2 separate regions of the Rattus norvegicus genome follow, and region 1 is linked to region 2. Evidence: chromatin contacts called from public Hi-C data. All regions are on one chromosome and are shown on one strand. Each heading gives the region's core, a stretch centred on a gene start, on an enhancer-like site or on the middle of the called end of the contact. The rest is flanking DNA. Distances are from core to core; before and after follow the strand shown.

What was found. Hi-C and Micro-C count contacts between places; a contact is called where the count stands out from the background.
Region 1: a contact with region 2 is called in a Hi-C map of liver, with 2.1 times the contacts expected there. The contact joins the enhancer-like site here to the promoter of Ppm1l in region 2. A contact is called at or near these places in 2 of 12 Hi-C or Micro-C datasets (frontal cortex and liver).

The regions. Positions count from the first base shown.
Region 1 is chr2:155,913,585-155,919,248 of GRCr8, reverse strand. The region is part of intron 1 of Ppm1l (protein phosphatase, Mg2+/Mn2+ dependent, 1L); the gene reads right to left. Among named protein-coding and RNA genes, the nearest start is that of Ppm1l, 40 kb to the right of the region's middle. Within about 2 kb of position 2,193, at least 3 of the 93 cell types and tissues checked have an H3K27ac peak or open chromatin away from gene starts, as enhancers often do. A contact at or near this core is called in liver, where this site is marked.
Region 2 is chr2:155,872,585-155,878,240 of GRCr8, reverse strand. It overlaps Ppm1l (protein phosphatase, Mg2+/Mn2+ dependent, 1L), which reads right to left and starts at 1,636. Exons shown (of 4, transcript NM_001107681.3): 1 at 1,192-1,636. The coding sequence starts at 1,590.

The sequences.
Region 1 (5,664 bases), core at 944-3,443, 40 kb before region 2:
TTTAACAAGGAAGACACTTTTAAAAACAACCTTCTGATATTTTTTTAAAGATTAAATAATACCTAGGAAAAATCTTCAGGCCACTAAAGGCAGAAGAGGGGAAATGTATTTGAATATGAAAGCTCAAAGCCTGACATGAAAAAAAAATTTTTCGCCATCTATCAGTTGTCACACACAATCAAAAGTGCTAAATAAAAAATAACAGTGGTAAAATTCACTGAGAAAGACTGTTCTCCAACAGGAATACCGAGCAGTGCACGCAGCAGCCCATCTAAATGCTAACGTTTCAGGTTTCATTAGATCTTACAATGGCAATTTTCTTTGTTTTTAGGGTTGACAAGGTCTCACTGTATGGCCCAAGTACCCCTCAAACTCATGATCCTCCTGTCTCAGCTCTAGAATGATGTGAACACAGACTTGTGCCATTTTAATGAGTAATTTTTTTCTCAATGTAGACATTAGCATTTTTTTTAAATCAGTAGTTTCTTTTAAATATGGATGTGGAGGTTCTTACTCAAGACGGGCATAATTTTTGGTTAAACTATTACACAAATGGTCAGAAGGAAAAATGGGGCTGACCTGCCAAGAAGAGCTGGATTAAGGACACAGACCAGGGGCAACAACTGTCTGCGCATGCCTAGAGGACAGAGCGCTCCTTCACCTGGCAGAGTCGTTTCCTCCATCCTCCCCATCATCCTCCACCAGCCTTCTCCATCAGTGGTCCCTGATCTCAGGGTTCCCTTAAATGCAGTCAGACCAGCTGACCAGCACCCGTCTCTCCTCACCTCTCTCCCCTTCCCAGGGAACTCAGGAGTCTAACAGCAAACCCATAAAGGGAATTTTCCCATTCTCTATTTTGAGGCTGTGTTTGTGCTCTCCTTCCAATGAGTCTGGGTTGCACCGGGTTTTTTTTTTTAATTTTAAAGTCAAGCATGGTTGTACACGCCTATAATCCTGCACAGGAAATTAAGGCAGGAAGATCGTAAGTCTGAGGCTAGGCTGAGCAACGTTGTGAGACTCTGATTTGCCTAATTCTTATGCCTTACTATGTTTTATTTCCTTTACAAAATTAACTTTGCAAAAATACTCTCGGTGGGGCTGGAGACACGGCAGTTGAGAGCACGTGTTCTCATCCAGGAGCCGAGGCTCCATTCCCAGCACCCATGTCGGGGGGCTCACTTGTCCACTCCGTTCTACACGATCTGTAAGTCCGGCTCCCGAGGGAGGCAACAAAGGTGCCCCCTGTGTGGATATGAATTCACACACGCGTGCTTACACACAGACATACACATAATTAAAGATAATAAAAAATATAATGAGGTCTTAGAAATAAAATACGCTGCCTCAGGAGAACTACTGCTTTTGCCACAGGAAAAATTTCGAAACCCAGACCTTTGTTAACTTCCAAAGTCCACGTCCTTTCCATCACACCACACTGTCTTCTAATGCAGCCTTACCGAAGATGTTTATTACTTATAGCATAATGTGCACCAGCATTTGTGCCCGTGTGTATGCTTTTCTCAACCGGCTTGCTCACCACAGCCCTGAGAACTTAATAAGGGCGTGAATTTGCTGGACATGACAGTGCACACCTTTAATCCCAGCATTCAGTTCGCAGAGACAGATGGATCTCTGTTGAGTTCAAGGCCGGCATGGTCTTGAACAGGTGCAAATGCCATAGCACGTTTGAGACCAGCCAGGGCTACACACTGAGGGTCTGTGTCGGGGCATGGGGGAGACCGGAGAGAAGGAGAAAGTAAATAATAGTAAAGCGAGAGCCTAACTCAGGGCTCCACTGGCAAACTATTCTTCTTAATGACCATACGAGAACCTCTTCCCTGTGTTAAATAGCCCTAATCCTAAAAAAGCCTAATACCAGTGAGGGGTCACCCCAGCATCCTGAAATCTCAGTTCTAAACAACAGCCTAGAGATTTCTACCACTTGCTCAGTGGGCATACCACAACTCAGCCGTGTGACGACTCAGAACAGGGACCATCACAGATCCCCCAAACCACCTGGCGCTGGAGGTGCTGATGGCCTTGCTGGTGACAGTGCCTGTGCTGTCAGTAAAGTCAAGGGTGAGAGCAGGAAAGGTTAAACCAGGAAGGTTTGGTTAAGAGAACACTCGAGCTTTCTGAACACTGTGGAACATATCAGAGCAAGAAGAGAGACTTTCCTCGTCACATGATGACACAGGCCAGCAGTGTTAAATTGGCAGCTCTCTACTCCAGAGTGCCAGAAATAAAATATCACTATCTCTTGGTCCCTCACGTTGCAAAATACAGTCAAAAAGTTTTTCTTTACTCCAAGTGCAAAAAGCCTCAGAGCGAAGGTTCAATGATCATGTTCATTAGGGCTGTTTAGCCCTCAAGTGTTATGATCCTAAGTTTTAAAGAGCTACTTAACAAATGCATGGAAATTTGCAACCTACTTTTTTATTGCATGTCTACTGTACACAGCAATGCCCTCCAAGACGGCATTTGTTCCCCTGGGCAGTCCATTCCTACTCTGACAAATATGAAGGAATGATTTCACAAATCCACAGAAAATCCAGGATCCGCAAATGAGAAATAAATACAATATTTGACTTTCTGTGTCTGACGTACTTCATGTGATATGAAACTCTCCATCTGCAGCCATTTTCCCTCAAATGGCATGATGTCATCCTTCTCTACAGGTAACAAAAGCACCATGTTCCCTGTATCCTACGTCAACAGCCTCCCAGGGTAGTTTCCCAACTTAGGGATGTGGATGTTGCTACAGTGATCATAAAATGTGCAAGTAGCCCCGTAACGATCTGCTTTTAAACAACCAGTGAGCTCAGAGGAAATGTTTAAGGAGATTCTAAAGTCCTTAAAACAAGTAAAACTGGAGATGGGGCACAGCAGACCGTTTGGACATCAGCGAAGGCCTGTATCCGGCAGGCATCCAGGCCCAGGGAAAGAGGCCAGCGACCCACACCTGCACCAAAAAACAGGATCAGCTCTGGCGAAAACCTGATGCTGCGTCTCAGGGAACCAGGAAAATTACAAGGTAAAGAAACAGCGCAATCAGGACAGGAGTACGGGAAACAGAGACTTTGATGAGGCAAACAGCGTGAGACAATGAGCTCCTTCTTTAAAGAGATAGAGCAGGCAGACCCTTAATTAGACTAGGGGGGTGGAGTGGGGAGAGGGAGAGGGGTGGGGGGAAGACACGGATCCATGAAATCAGGGGGGGGGAGGAGGTTACAATCCACACGACAAGGTACAGAAGATCATTACTCACTACCACATGCCAACTAGTAGGAAAACCTGGAAGAAACGGACCAAGATTCCACCGTGAAGAAACACAACCTGAAAAGACCAGTAACATGAGAGTTACTGAATCAGTCATACAGTCAGCCGCCCAAGGGGGAAGCCCAGCGTGAGACCCACTCACTCCTGAGTTCTACTTAAAGATAGCTGCTGACCGCTGTATTGCTGACCGCTGTGCTGCTGACCACGTTACTGCCGCAGGCCTCTGACAGCAAGAACAAAAGCATCAGCCAAGTGTGGCACAGGCCTGCAATCTCTGTGCTCAGGAGGCTGAGGCAGGAGAATCAAAAGTTTGGGTTCTTTTGGCCTAGACAGCGAGAGGCCATCTCAAAGCAGAAGGACGAAAGAGAAGAACATGTGGATTAATGATATCAATTCACCTTCAAGTATTCAAGTAAGACAAGGAAAGAATTCTAAATGAATGAGGCCAGCTTTATTTGACCACCAAAACCAGAGAAGGAAAGACAAAAAAGAAATCCAAAGGTCAGCATTATTGATAAGCACAGAAATAATCCAAAAATCCATTGATTCTTATTATTAATTAATAAACATTAATTATTTATTCACCACTAATGATTTACTGTGGTGAATATTGACAGCTCAACACATACAAATCAATCAATTAGATATATCAAGTGAATAAAGGTCAAATCATATGATCTTCCAAATGGATATAGAAAAGGTATTTTTAGTCAGCTACTAGGTGGAGCCTCTCAGAGGACAGCCATGCTAGGCTCCTGTCTGCAAGCATAACACAGTGTCATTAATAATGTCATGGATTGGTGCTTGCCCATGGAATGGGTCTTTAGTTGGCCTGGTTATCTATTGGCCCTTCCCTCAGTCTCTGCTCCATCTCCAGTCCCTGCATTTCTTGTAGACAGTTTAAATTTTGGGTCAAAAGTGACACAACCAAACAGTGGATATAGACTGGGGACTCTTATGGAACAGTTGGGGAAAGGATTGCGGGTCCCAAAGGGGATAGGAACAACACGGAAAGACCAACAGAGTCACTTGGAGCTCTCAGAGACTGAACCACCAAGCAAAGAACATACATGGCTGGACCTAGCCTGCCCACCCCACAAACACACACACATATGTAGCAGATGTGCAGCTTGGTCTTCACATGGGTCCTGAACAACTGGAGCAGGGGCTGTCTGAAAGTCTGTTGCCTATACATGGGATATGTTCTTCTAGCTGGCCTCAGTGGGAAAGGATTGCCTAGCCTTACAGAGACTTGATGTGCCAGGATGCAGGGATACCCAGAGCAGCCCCGCTCTCTCAGAGGAGAAGAGGGGGGAATGAGAGGAAGAATTGTGGGAGGGGGTGACTGGAAGAGGGGCAGCTATCGGTATATAAAGTGAATAAATAAGAAAAGAACAGGTACTTCTAAAATCCAGCATCCTTTTTTTGATTTAAAAAAGAACAAAATTGGGCTGGAGAGATGGCTCAGCGGTTAAGAGCACCCGACTGCTCTTCCAGAGGTCATGAGTTCAATTCCCAGCAACCACATGGTGGCTCACAACCATCTGTAAAGAGATCCAATGCCCTCTTCTGGTGTATCTGAAGACAGCTACAGTGTACTTATATATAATAAATAAATAAATCTTTAAAAAAAAAAAAGAACAAAATTGAAAATTAGGTGTAGAGTATAGATATAAGCAAGCATTGGCGGGGATGTATATGAGCCAGCAGCTAACAAAACACTGAATAGAAGGAAGTCGCCAACCGCTTTTCTTTTTAGTTTAGACTAAGACACCCTGCTAACTTTTAATTTGATTCCGTTTTGCCTTGGACCCTCTTGCCAAAGGGCAAGAAAAGTGTCTAAGCTGGGGAAGAAGACACAGTGTTGCCCTTTGCAAAAGACACAGTCAACCTCAATGTGCAGCAGGAAGACTATTTGCGCTGACAAAATTATCAAAGTTGCAAGGCACGGAGCAGCACATAAAAATCAGGAACTGTAAAAACATATACTAAGTGTGAACTGTCCTATCTACAAATCAGCCACACATTTTCATTTACAGAAGCTACATATTACAGAAACACATATAGACAGCATAGGATAAAATGAGAAAACTGAAAAAACCCGATAATGGAACTAAAGAATTCTCATGGGGAAAAATCTAAAGGTACAACACATTAAATATATATATATATATATATATATATATATATATATATATATATATAACTCATGTTCACAATTGAATCAACATAATTAAAGTGTCCATGTTACCCACAGTATTCAGCAAATGACACTCTCTACAGAGCTAGAAAGAACCATGCCAGCCATGTCCTTTCCAGTAAGAATGGTTTCTATCAGAAAGGCTAGAGAAAGGAAGATGAACAGAGATATGAGGGAAATGAGCC
Region 2 (5,656 bases), core at 387-2,886:
GAAACTTTCATTCTGAAGAACACATTATAAATGGGCAAAGGGCACCCCTTTGTTTGTTTGTTTGTTTGTTTGTTTAAAGATTAATTCCAGTCTTATCACCTAAGTTTTCCAAATGTTTGAAATGTTTGGTATTCTCACTGTACCTGGGCAACATTTGCAAACGGTGAGTGGAGAGCACAGATAAGACAACCAACTGAAAGCTTCCTCAGACCAAGAACAAGTAAACACAGCTCCCTGGAACCCATCCAGGAGCTGAAGAACCGTAAGACTGCGAAGGAAAGAGGAAGAGGAAGGGAGGGTAAAGGGAGAAAGGAATACTGCCAAGAAAGACGTAGGGAAGCGTGAAGCAATGCAACAGTTACAAGTGTCCAACTGAGGCAGATGTCAGGAGTTGCTCTGGAGACACATTTTAACACTCACTTCCTCTGGGCAGAAGGCCAAGGGCAGGACCTCTGGGAAACCTGAGACTCCACACGCCCAGAGTGTCGAATGTCACAGAAATAAGCCAGTACGACCTATAGCGGGCTTTAGCCTATTTCCTGCTCCCAGATAAACCCCAAACAGAGGCTTATAGAAGGAAGAGGACATCAGTATCCCCAAGCTGGCCACCGCACAGAGGTCAGGTGTGGCTACCGCCGGCTCTGCGCGTACAGCCACCTCTGCAAAGGCTAGGCAACCAAATCCCACCACCAGCGAGGCACCCTGTCCCCGGTCCGATTGCTCTAGCAAAGTTGGCAGAGTTGAAAAGAAGCGTTGCAGCTAGGGAGTCCTTCCCTAGCGCGAAGGGAATATAAGTCACAGCTTCCTTCACAGGATCTACCCAACTGGTGCAGGCTTCTTCCCTTAGGGGTACACGGAAGACACTATCTTCCTTAACCCGCCTCGAACTCTAGAATCGGGACACTGAGGCCCGGTGATAAAATTCACTGCATCTATTACTCATTCTCCCCGGAAAACTAGCAGTTATTAACTGGCCTCTGACCTTGGGAACTTTATATTAAAAATGCCACGGAATATCCAGTGTGTGTCTCTCGGCTAAACTGAACGCTCTCGTATCCAAGAATTCCTTGGCAGGGTCTTGGGAACTTCACTCGCCTTTGTCATCACCACGCCCCTCTCGCCCAGATCCGACCCGCGCCACGCACTAGACGCCTGGTTATTTACACACACATAAACCCAGAGAACTCCTACCTCGCCGCCGTGACCGTCAAAGATTCCGAAGATGGACGGGTGCGTCTTGTTGGCCAGATCCGTTAGAACTTCGAAGCGATCTTCCATGTGGTCTCTCCGGCCCTGGATGGAGTACACCGCAACATTATGGCTCTTGAATTCCCAGGTCTTGGAAAACTCGGCCTCCAGCACATCAAGTCCTCCAAGACGATCGTTCTGCATAATCTCGGCCACCTTGCCCTTCACCATCTTCACCGCGTCCCGGCTGGACTTGACGATGGTCTTCACTTCGTCCGTGTGGAAGAAGTAACTCCACAGAGCCAAGCTGATGCACAGCAGAAAAAGCGTCTCGGGTCTCAGTAAGAAGTAGCGCATGATGCGACCCAGCAGAGACAGCAAAGTCATTGTATCCTCTATCATTTATTATCCCTAGAGCCCGACCAGCAGCAGCAACGCGCGCCCCGCAGCTCGCGGGGTCCGAGTACTGCGGGCACAGCCCGCGGGGACCAAGGCGGAGAGGCAGCCCGGGCCAATAGGATGAACCCACGGCGGCCCCCAACAGTCGTCCAGAATGATGGCAGTTTCCCTTTTGTCTGGGCAGCCCGAAGGCCCGTGCCCGCCGCCCGCGCCGCCTTCCCTCCCCGCGCTCTTTGTGAGACCGCAGCGACGGCGGCGGCGGCGGCCGCCGCGGGTACCGCGGGTGGGCGACAGGAATCAAGTTAAAGTTGCGCCGAGCCGCTCAGCAACGGTGAACAGGATTTCGGGGTGCCGTTGCCCGCGCGGTCCCGTTGGGGATCCCCCCCTCGCAGTTCCCGGGAGCGATCGGCAGGTGAGGAAGCGCAGGGCGCAAGAGCCCGGCTGCGAGGGTTGCACGTTCCCTCGATCGCCGTTGCAGGCGAGCTTGGGGACGAGACAGCGGAACGCTGCGATTTCGTCACACATCCAGGGGGGTCCCCGAGACAATAAAAGTTTTGCCGGTGCCTGGGCAAAGGCAGGGGGACACCGAGCCGGGAAACGCAGCACGATGGGTGCGGAGCCGCCGGCAGGCTCTGCCTGCCTCTCCCCGGCACCTCGCAGCTCGGCTCGGCTCGGCTCGGCTCCGCTCGGAAGCTCCCGGCTCCGCTCGCGCTCGCCCCGCCCCGCCCCGCCCCGCCCCGCCCAGCCCTGAGAGCGGCGCTTCCAGACCTCGTACGGCTCTCACCCCGCTAGGAGCCCGAAGGAGCTCTCCCGGGCGCACGTGGGCAGCAGGCGGGTCGGGGAGAACCGCGGGGGTGAGCGGCGAATCCAGAGGCCCAGATCTAGCGGATTGTCAATTCTGCGTTGGAGGCCGGCTTCCGGGAACAATGAGACAATGACGTGAGTTCACTGAATGTTAGTTTCTTGGGCGGCACGGCTGCTCGCTGTGGAGCCGGGAGCTGTACCTGAGCGCCTCCCCCTCCGGCACGTAACACAATGGTACGGTCCACGCCAGGCCCTTCGTAGGGCTAGCGAGATGGGACATATTTCTCCCGGCTCGGGACTCGAAAGTGAGTGATTACTTCGGCCACCCGAGGCAGTCTCCACTCCCACAGAGACCCGCCAGGATCTCCCGAGAGGCAGGATTTGGACCCGGACCCCAACAACTATGTCTCTCTGACTGCAGAACCGGGTATCCCAGAACCGGAAGCTAGACTTGTAATGACAAAGGCGGGAGGTCCAGGAAGGGCTGGCCTCTGAAGACAGGGACTGTGCTGGTGACCACTCTTCCGAGGAGACATGGAGTGTCCCTCAGCGAGCGACTGTGCCCATGGTTCAGGTTAGAAGTCCTCTGGAGGCTTGGAAGCGACAACCACCTCCTCAATCCCCGCCGAAGATGGGGGTGGGAATTTGAGTAAGCAAAGGTGGACTTCAGCAGAATAACTTGAAATGTGGGCGAGGACTGGTCGCCTAGAATATGAAACAAGTGGTCTTTAGGGGAAATTTTCCATTCCCTCTACCCCTGTCCACGAAGAACGGTGCTGATCCACTGGACCTCCTGATACCCTCCCAGCCAACGCGTCCCCCAAACACTTCTTTTGATCCCAATTATGTTTTGAGATATAAAGTATAATTACTGCAATGAAATAAAGCAAAATGTTCACAGTTGGCAACTAAAGTAACTAGGCAATTTACATTATCTTCAGATTTTTGTCTATTTTCCATAACGGCTAAAGTTTCTTCCTAGCAACCTAGACTTCCCTACCAACAGCGACAAAAAAGCACGCTTAAGTATTTAAATAATCTGACCCCAATAGGAAAGGAACATGAGGAACTGTTAACTAGGATATGGTCTTCAGTATATGATTATGGCTATGGCTTTCAATATTGTCCACCTGATTGAGAAACTATTAGTTTAAACAAACTGGGTCATTTCATTCAACATTCAAGAGGTTCCAAAATTAGATAAGAAACGAAAAATTCTTTAAGAACTGTAATTTGAGAGGATAATAACAGCACATCCGAGGTGCATTCTTAGTTTTCCATACAACTGTGTTTCCTCCAACAAACACACTTTGTAGATAAACTGATAAGGATGAGTCTGGCCTCCCAAGAAGTCACTAGTGGTAAAATTCCAAGCCCAAAGGTCCTCTGGGTCCTCTGCCTGAACTCGGCATTCCAAGTACTAGGATTAGAGAAGACACAACTAGGTATGTGATTTGTTTCCCCAAAGCAAAGTAAGCATGGTTACTACAATGGCTTGATTCCATGAATTAAGTAGTAAAGTTAGACATTTTTACATTCTGTGATGTTCTGCTGTGACATTTACTTCCAAGGGGCTCATCTGTGTAAAAATCAAGAACAGGTTTTAAAAAGACCCTCTAGGCGTTTTCTTATTTCTGTTGAGAAATTTCATGTAACTTACAATATTTAATGCCTGAATAAGCATTTGTTATTCTTTACTGTAAGCTGAAAATGCTGGGAAAATAATAAAACCGTTTCCACTGATGCCAAGTTCACTTTTGCTTCTTCTGGTTTTTGGAGAGAAGGTCTTTCTGTATAGCCTTAGCTGGCCTGGAATTCAATGTATAGACCAGGCTATCTCTGAACCTTTGCCTCCCGACTGCTGGGATGAAGGGTGTGTCCTACCACACCTGGCTGCAAAGGGTTTATATGTATAAAGATCTAAACAGATCTATATGTATCTGTTCCCATCCATACAACAATCTGCTAGTGAAGAGAGAAAGTTATTATCTGTATTTATGAAATGAGAAGGTTAAAGCCAAAAGACACCAAATGTAGCCAAGAAGAAACTGAACGCAATTCTGATTATGTAGTACTCTAGCATCCACTAATTTCCAGTGACACGAAGATGGTCAGTATAATTTTATATTTATCTAATGACATTTCGGTCAATCTTTGTTACAGAAATCTCAACAGCAACAATGGAGTCTAATGACACAGATTTGGGACAAACCTCGATCAGTACCTAACACAAATACAAGTAAAGTGTACTCTACCTAAAAACCCTGTTGCTTAAGTGAAAATGTTTTTTTCTAAATTCCACAGGAAAGAAAGAGGCAGTGTAAAATGCATATTGTATAAGGACTTCATCTGCACAGTACAAAGAACTCAGCAATAAACTAACTGAGCTAATGTCAGATAGGAGAAAATTGACAATTACTCAGCACGGACGGGAAAGATGGTTTTATTGGCGATGTGCCTGACACTCAAGCCCACTCAAGCATAAGAACATGAGTTCAGATCCTGTTGTAAGGTTCGTTGTGAAGAGACACCATGACCACGGCAACTCTTAGAAAGAAAATAATTTAACAGGGAGTTGCTTGCCTACAGTTCAGAGGTTTGGTCCATTGTCATGGCGGAAAGCATTACGGCGTACAGGCAGACATGGTGCTGGAGAGGTAGCTGAGAGTTCTACGTCAATAACCAGAGGCAGCAGAGAGAGTGACACTGGGGCTGGTGTGGGCTTCTGAAACCTCAAAGCCTGACCTCAGTGACACACTTACTCCAACAGGGCCGCACACCCAAGATGCCACTCTCTGAGTTCATGGGAGCCATTTTCATTCAAACCACCAAGCACCTGTGTCAACAGCTGGTCATATACCTATGATCCTATTGTCAGGGAACAACGGGGGATGGGAAGTCCTGGGAATGGCAGACAAGCCAGCCAAATGGTACATTCCAAATTTAGTGTGAGACCTTGTCCAAAAAATTAACCAGCAAATATATTCTCTAGTATGATAGGTCTGCATCTATTTCTGGGTTTACTACCTTGTAGGAAGTTATAAACATCTAATGTGGTTTATCTTCTAAGCCGTTGGCTGATTGAACATGATAAAACCTTTGAAGCAGAGGCTGACAGATGGATCAGTGGTTACGAACACTCGTTGCTCTTGCAGAGGACCCAAGTTCACTTCCCAGCACCCACATAGTACTCACACCCATCCTTAACTCCAGCTCCAGGAAACCTGATGCCCACCTCTGACCTCCAAGGGCACCAGGCATGTGC